Linked DNA regions of Zea mays: regions 2 and 3 are each linked to region 1. Evidence: chromatin contacts called from public Hi-C data. All regions are on one chromosome and are shown on one strand. Each heading gives the region's core, a stretch centred on a gene start, on an enhancer-like site or on the middle of the called end of the contact. The rest is flanking DNA. Distances are from core to core; before and after follow the strand shown. Region 1 holds the start of LOC103635295. Region 2 holds the start of LOC103635300. Region 3 holds the start of LOC100216946 (guanine nucleotide-binding protein beta subunit-like protein).

Region 1 (2,597 bases), core at 49-2,548:
GTTATATATTTAAATTTATATTTAAAAATACTTTAGTATGATGTTTAATTTGCATTCGTTGATATCATATTTTTAAAAAAAACTAATGGTCAAAGTTTCACTTTAAATACTCTTCCGAAAAAATATGTCTTTTTTGATAGAGAAAGTAGTATTTATAATTGGCCTTATAATTGACCTTGAACAAATACAAGACTGTACGGTCTGGTTTTTTGGAGGTGGGTGGGGGGAGGGGGTGTTGTATTTGTACGTTAAACTCGAGACTCTTGCAGACGATCCTCTGGCGTAGATGTCCTGAGAACTTGACTGAAAGATGATATCAACGCACCCCAAAGCAGCTGCCGTGCCAGACAGAGACAGCGCGGCAGTTTGTATATACAATAACGCTAATCCTTGTTGCCGTGCCTCTAAATTTCTGCTAGTCAACGCTGCGTCCAAGAATGTCCGACGAAACAAACATTGTATATATAGGGCGTGTTCGGCTGGCTACAAGCCGACACTGTTGCAGCTGTTTGGATTGCTGCAGCTGCAATCCATAGAGAGAAAAATACTGTAGAAGCCGCAGCCGCAGCCGGATTGCAGCCGCAGCAAGCCGCAGCGAACAAGCTGATAATACGAGGCCTCATTTGACCGGGAGACCTGTAACATATATGTCTGGACGCCTGCAAGAACGTGCTTACTCCATTTCGTGGGTTCAGCACTCAAGGCTAGCCGTCTCAACAAGGACGTACACTCCATTTCAATTTGCCGCCGCAAGAAACTAGTAGCCGTCTGAAGAACATAGCACTCCGTATGCGTCAGCACCAACCAGCCGCCTTCGCTTTGCTTTGACCTCACTCTTCGGTTACCTAGACATCCAACAACAACCACAGGTAGGTAGATGCGCCATCGCCGTATGTGCCTTGAGCACCTAGTATGGTTTACTACTACTATATATGGTAGCAGAACGGAGCTACTTGTCTTTCTCCCTTAGATTCTACTCAAGTTTCGGTAAAAGATGGTGTAACTTTTCGCTCAGCTTCAACTTCAACCTAAGCGAAGCTCTGCCTTTTTTTAAAAAAAAAACTCTGAATCTGAATTACATATGACAATGTTTCGATCAGTATTACAGTTCAGACCAGGGGCCCAGGCAAAAGGAGCAGAAAACGAGAGACGGCAGCACAGAAAGGTCGCCGCTGACAGAGCTATTCAGGTAGTAAAGCCTACGCGTGACACGCAGAGAAGAAACAGACAAGAACAGTCTTGGCTGTGTCGAGCTGCTACTGCTATAGGGAGTAGAGATAGCCTTTAGAGACGTCGCTTCATATCTGCAACAGACACCGGGACCCCCCTCAAGTCGTCCCTTCCTTTTCTCGCAACCCCCTCCTCTCCTCTCCGTTCTCCACTCACCACTCACCAGGCTCCAGCAGTTGAATAAATAAATAATCTGCTATCTTGCTCTCGATCACTCCAACTCTGCAAAGAGCGTTTGCTTTTGCTGGTAGTCCCTCCCAGTTTTAGTTTATAAGACGAGTTCAAGAGGAGTTACAGTCCAGTAGTCATATCTTGAACAAGAGTCACAGCAGCGGCTTTGCTTCTCTTTTGTTCTCTAGCATCTGTCCATGATTGTTCATGGGGGGTGGGGAGGTGCTGGCATGGACTTTTGGGCATTTACTGATCCCCTCATTCTCAAGATGCATGCAGCAAGTCGAGAACTGGAGGTGGCGATAAATGCCTCAACAAGTCAAGAGGAGAGAGAAACCTGCAGCGTCTGTTCAGCATCTTTTTTTGCTTGTTTGCATTTATTATTTCGACGTCTGTAAGGGAGTGAGACATCCGAGGTTCTAGAGGAGACGCATTGCAGCACAAGGCTTGGGGAGAATTGAGTTTTTAGTTTCTCTTTTTGGTCGTGGCGCGGGGACATGAAGAGCGGCACCGCCTCCGCGCCCAGCGGCGGCGGCGGCGGCCTGGCGATCACCGAGCGGCAGAAGCCGGCGCCGTCGCGCGTGGCGGCGCTGTTCCAGATGTTCGCCAAGAGGAAGCTCTTCTCCTCGTCCTCCAAGAAGAGCAAGCTGCTGCCCCCAGGTGAGTTGAGATCGCGACGGTACTGCGTTGTCCTTTCTCCGCGCAAACAATCCCCTTCCCCCCCTTCGTGGTTCGTGCAACTATGCGAATCCGCCGCTTTTCGTAAGCTTTCGTCTCCGGTGTTTCAGTGCGCGCGCACAAGTTCTCTCCTGGGAGACCGCTGGCCGGCGGCGACAAGACGAGGCCCCTTCTGGTACGGCACACTCACCCCGTTTTATTTTTCTTCGTCTTAGATGTTTTGGTGGTGAAACGGCACTCTTCCTTCGAATTTCTGTTTTTGAATTTGTGATGAACTCGCCATGATATCTTGGGACCTCTGGTTTCTGCAACAATCTATGGCTGAAGTGCCAAATTCTCCTGCCCCCCGAGACATTTTACCGTTCGTTTTGTTCCCCAATAGCTCTAAACTCTTTCATGTTTTTTCCCCTTCAGATTGATTCTGCAGATTACTCAAGAAGCAGAACTGAATGCAACGGCACCAGTCACTACCCACAGCCACAACCTGGCCAAGACAGAAACTGCAGCGAGAATGGAAT
Region 2 (2,597 bases), core at 62-2,561, 670 kb before region 1:
ACAAGGAGATGTTTGAATTCCTGACAGAAGAAACCATGCAGAACTGGTAAATCAGGAATACAGGTAAGGGTCAGAACTCAGAAGTTCCATCAGGAGTTGTTTAGACACAAGGGCGCTTCCTGGAGATTTCACTAGAATTAGCAAAGTTTGGGGGTGTATATGGGTAGGCGTGGAACCTAATAGGAAGTTTTCCATCACAAAAGGAGTCGTTACTCCTGCTTGGTGCATGCGCATGGCATGACCTTGCGATTCAGACTCTTGAGAAAAAAGGGAAAAAATTGATCTAGTAGCAACTCATGAACAAGCAAAAGATGAAACATAGATTTTACCTTAGCTAGCAGCAAGTGCGCGCACTTCTACGGTTGGAGCAGAGCTGGATCACGCCAATCTAGGCAAGGAACACGCACGCCGCTGCGAAACAATGAGAATTACCTCCACTCCACATAAAAGCACGGAAAAAGGAACAGCGAGAAACCAAGAGCCAAGGTTCCCACGCAGCTCTCGCTCCCAAACCGCGGGAAGAAACAGCCCGAATGGCAGGAGCAGGTAAGCGTGGACTCACCCAAATTGCGGTTGCGGTACGAGAGCCCAGGCCAGGCAGGCGGCAAGGGATCAAAGCAGCCGCGGCCGCGCCGGCTCCCCAGAATCAATTCCCCGGAACGGAACCGGACGGGAGGAATAAAAAGAAGCTGCGGGCGACAGGGAGACACGCGCCACAACAGCTCCCACCCCTCAATCTCCACACCTCACCTCGCGTCCTCGCTTACGCACTTACGCCCGTCCCATTGGCCCAACCGCGACGCGCGGTACTGCTACCACGTCCCACGCCGCGCCAGCGAGACGGCCAGGCCAGGCGGCATTAACTCCGGTGGTGGGAAGGTCAGGAGCCACAGGGGCGTGCGAGGTGGGAGAGGGCTGGTCCGTCACTGGCCAGCCAGCCCAGGAGAAGGGGATGGGAGAGATCAGGGAGGGATGGGAGGAACAGGGAAAAGCGAACCCAACCCGCCTGGGCCACGTCTTCAAAAGGCCGCCGTCGGTTGCGCCGGCGGCAGCGGAGTCGTCGGATGGGGAGCGTACGGCCGATCGGTGACGGAAAATATCTCAGCGGGCGGGCGGACGCGGGAAGGGGTCCCCCCTGTTGCCCGCCCGTATAGTGGAACGGACGGCAGATCGAGCTGCCTCGACGACGCTCTCTCGCCTCCACAGGGAGTGGGTGGGGCCCGTCAGCCGTGGGCTCGGCTGCCACATTTCGGCATGCCGCGACAGAGAGTTGACGACCTACGCGACGGCGAAAATCAGAGGTTGCGTGGATTTGCCGGTAGCACGCGACGCGTTGCCTCTTGCCTAGTGAAAAACAGGGAGATTGCTTTCTTTTCGAAAAGAAAAAAGGCAGGAATTGTGAGTGAACCAATGTTATGCCTCCCTTTAGAACGAAGGATTAGTAAAATACAGGGATAGAAAAAATGTAGAAATAACGTTGTGTGACACATCTTATATAAAATTTTATAGGAAAGTTTTCAAAAGATTGAACCTAATGTTAAAAAATCCTCTAAAATCTCACTATAATGACCCATTGCATATAAAATTTATATGATTTATAGCAACCCAATCATTTGTTCTAAAAGACCGCATAGAAAAAAACTTCTTATAGGATCTCAATCCTTCAAAAAATTTACACTTTTTTCCTTTGTTCCAAAGGAGATCGACTTTTAGTTTATTAAGGTCAATATATAAAAGAAAACTTTTTTAGACTTTATTAGTACTACTATGTGGTATAAACTAGCACTGTTCTAAGTAGAAGTATTTAGCTATTTAGATAATCTCTAGAGTAAAATGCATCAACATTTCCAAACATAGCAAGTTATATCATTTCGGTCCTCGAACTCTCAAAACCAACAAAACCATATGCTTGTTGGGGCGAAGGCGAAGACGTTACCCTTCGCTCGATGACTTCGCCAACCTCGCTGCGCCAACGGAGACAAAATGACTGGCAGACTTACCCTTCGTCCCACGCGTCGCTGGACGAAGACCTGTGACGATGTCGTCTCATCTCGCGGCCTCGTCCAACATGGAGGCCCACGTGTGATCCGGCCCATTGTAACAGGCCATGCGTGGCCGCCGCGGATTACGGGCCTAATTTGTAAAGGTCTCCCTGTAATTACAGTCTGTAACCCTGCTTTATAGGAATATTCCGGGGATAACCTAGGCGCCTGAGGGCACATGCGTCCTTAACTCAGGACGCTGGGCACTCAGATACCTATAAATACCCCCGCACAGTGCCCTTGAGAGGCTAGATTAACAGAGCTTTTGTCATCTCGAATCGAAACCTTGTTTACGTTGCTCTCACTCCCCTGTTGGATCAACTTGCTCGGGAGAGTAAGTTCCAACATTTGGCGCCCACCGTTCGTGCTACGAAAAAACCACCCGCGATGGCACCCAAGAGAGCTACCTCGAAGGCTGCGAAGGCAGCGCTGCTGGCCGAGAAAAAGGGCAATGCCCTTGTCGACACCACCCACCAAGAGGCCTGCGAAGACGACGCACTCAGCAAGAGGCAGCGCAACGAGCAACCCACTCCCGAAGGCAGTCTCCACACCTGC
Region 3 (2,597 bases), core at 30-2,529, 630 kb before region 1:
TGTAATACTGGGTAAAAACAATAACAAGAGCATATGTAAAACAAGTGGAAAATTGATAGAACAATTAAAGTGATACAAAACTATGACACAGCACACAAATCATCTTTTAACCAAAATATATTCTTATATGCATTAGCACTAAAGATTCAGCACCCTAACAGTTCTGCAGAGAACTGGACATTTGTTGAAGTTGGATATATATGTATACATACCATATAAGTGGATTAACGGACTAATTCCTCAATAAGGCAGCACAACTCATGTACAAGTAGCTACAGATCCTAACCTACACGATTTCTGGCATGCTAAACGCAGGTTAAGGGCAGAGACGAACCTGGTTCTTGGAGACCTGGATGTCGGGCTTGAGGTCCTGCACAACGTGCTTCGACTCGAGGTCCCAGATCTTGACAGAGTCCTGCGTCGCAGCGCAGAGCCAGTAGCGGTTGGGTGAGAAGCAGAGAGAGTGGATGATGGAGCCCGCGTCCAGCGAGTACAGCCTCTTCCCCTCAGCCAAATCCCACAGCAGAGTAACACCGTCCTTCCCGCCGGAGGCGCACAGCGACCCGTCGGGGCTCACAGCGACGGCGTTAACATAGCCACCGTGCCCATCCAGAGTGCAGCGCAGCTTGCAGTTGGTAAGGTTCCAGACCTTGACGGTGCGGTCCCAGGATCCGGAGACAATGGTGGGCTGGAAGGTGTTTGGGGAGAACCTAACGCAGGAGACCCACCCGTTGTGGCCCTCGCCGCCGCCGAGGTCGCCGCCGATGGTGTACTTGCACTCGCCGAGAGTGTTCCAGAGCTTGATGGTCTTGTCGCGGGACGCGGAGACGATCTGGCGGTTGTCGACGGAGAAGGCGACGGAGATGACGTCCTTCTCGTGGCCGACGAAGCGGCGGGTGGTGAGGCCGGTGGAGAGGTCCCAAAGGCGGAGCTCGCCGTCCCAGGAGCCAGAGAGTGCGAACTGGCCGTCGGAACTAAGGACGACGTCCTGGACGAAGTGGGAGTGGCCGGTGAGGCGGCGGAAGGGGACGCCGTAGTCGGCGGTGACGCCGGATTCCGGGGTGGAGTGGACCGGGTTGGTCAGGTCCCACACCAGCACGGACTTGTCCCGGGAGGAGGAGACGATGAAAGGCGAGTTGTCGATCGGGGTCGCGATCGCCGTCACCTCGCCGTTATGGCCGCGCATCGTGCCCACCAGGGAGAGGGACTCCTGCGCGCCGGCCATGGTCGCCGTGGGGGATTGGGGCTGCAAGGGTTGCTGTGGCGGCGGCGCGAGGCGTAGGATGGCGAGGGAAATGGGGCAAAGCGGGAGACCAGGCCTTTATAGTTGGGAGAAGGTGGGGGCTAGGGTTTTGCGGGTCTGGCGATCTGCGCTAGAATGGTGGGTGGAAGATCAGAACCGTTGAATAGGATAGCGGGGGTGTGGTACTGTGGTGGATGATCATTAAGGCAAAGGAAAACTGCATAAATCCACTTACAAGTTTGGGGTGTTTTCAAATACCCACAACTTATATTCTGTCAAACTCCTCCTTCCAAATTAGGTGGTCTAATCTTATAGCAAACACGTTTGGCTCCATCCTTAAAACACTAATCGGCTTGGCTCCTTGGCTTGGTTAGCTTAGCCAAAACCGAGCGCTCCATCCAGCTCATACAATATGCCATGAAGAAAATCTGAAGCCAGAAGGTACGACCTTATCAAATTATCATCAATCATCCAACAACAAGAGAACAAGCTTTTCTAGAAACTAAACTACTAGTAACACTTTGCTGAGGTCACTTGTAACTTTGTAAGGCGAGTGAAGAAACTAGTAGCTAGCACTAACAGTCAAATGCCAGGGCTGCTGAAAAGCCAAGACGGCACAGCAACAGGTGGAAATGGAACAGGAGTGAAGGGCATGCTGCACGCGGCTAGTCTGCTTGTGCATACGCAACCAGCTATGCTGCAGAACACATTGTAACTTGTAAGTAGGCGCTCCAACAACCCGCATGAGCTCATGGGAACCGAGCGCTCTATCCAGCTCATACAGCAGGGCTAATAAAAATCGTTTCAGAATGCAATTACCAAATAAAAACCAAGCGCTCCATCCAACACATCCAACACATAATGTAGTGACCCAATAAAAATCATTTCAGAATCATATTTTGCAGTAACAAGGCGCAATAGTCACAGTTTACATTAACAAGGCACATATCACAGTTAATCATTCCTTTTCCTTATTGAGAACAACTTTTGTGGCCTAATTCCAGGTCCTCCTTCGATGTTCTGACAGACTCCATTGACTTCATCATTGTTCATGTAGTTTTGGCCTTCAAATGGAGCCAAATTGTATTGGCTTGAACCTTCAAATGTTGACGGGTTTGGTTGAGATGAAGTAGGAACACCAATTGAGGCCTAAAATATAGAAATATAGCTATGTGAGTTGATACCTTTACCATGGAAAATGCAAAATAAATAGTGAGTCACAAACCCTCGTGTACTTAGCTCCCTTCCTAGGCTCCCAATCAGCCCTAAGTGGCACTCCACATCCCTTAACATTGTGACCATAAGTGTGGCAATTGGAGCATTTCACTGCAGCCCTTTTTGAGGCTCTAGACTC

The links. Hi-C and Micro-C count contacts between places; a contact is called where the count stands out from the background.
Region 2: a contact with region 1 is called in a Hi-C map of tassel, with 6 times the contacts expected there. The contact joins the promoter of LOC103635300 here to the promoter of LOC103635295 in region 1. A contact is called at or near these places in 3 of 25 Hi-C or Micro-C datasets (bundle sheath, ear and tassel).
Region 3: a contact with region 1 is called in a Hi-C map of leaf, with 7 times the contacts expected there. The contact joins the promoter of LOC100216946 here to the promoter of LOC103635295 in region 1. A contact is called at or near these places in 3 of 25 Hi-C or Micro-C datasets (ear, leaf and leaf mesophyll).

The regions. Positions count from the first base shown.
Region 1 is chr8:66,368,237-66,370,833 of Zm-B73-REFERENCE-NAM-5.0, reverse strand. LOC103635295 reads left to right here and starts at 1,298. Exons shown (of 5, transcript XM_008657787.4): 1 at 1,298-2,061; 2 at 2,190-2,254; 3 at 2,494-2,597. The coding sequence starts at 1,899.
Region 2 is chr8:67,033,388-67,035,984 of Zm-B73-REFERENCE-NAM-5.0, reverse strand. LOC103635300 reads right to left here and starts at 1,311. Exons shown (of 5, transcript XM_008657789.3): 1 at 563-1,311; 2 at 330-411.
Region 3 is chr8:67,002,638-67,005,234 of Zm-B73-REFERENCE-NAM-5.0, reverse strand. LOC100216946 (guanine nucleotide-binding protein beta subunit-like protein) reads right to left here and starts at 1,279. Exons shown (of 2, transcript NM_001143328.1): 1 at 335-1,279. The coding sequence starts at 1,225.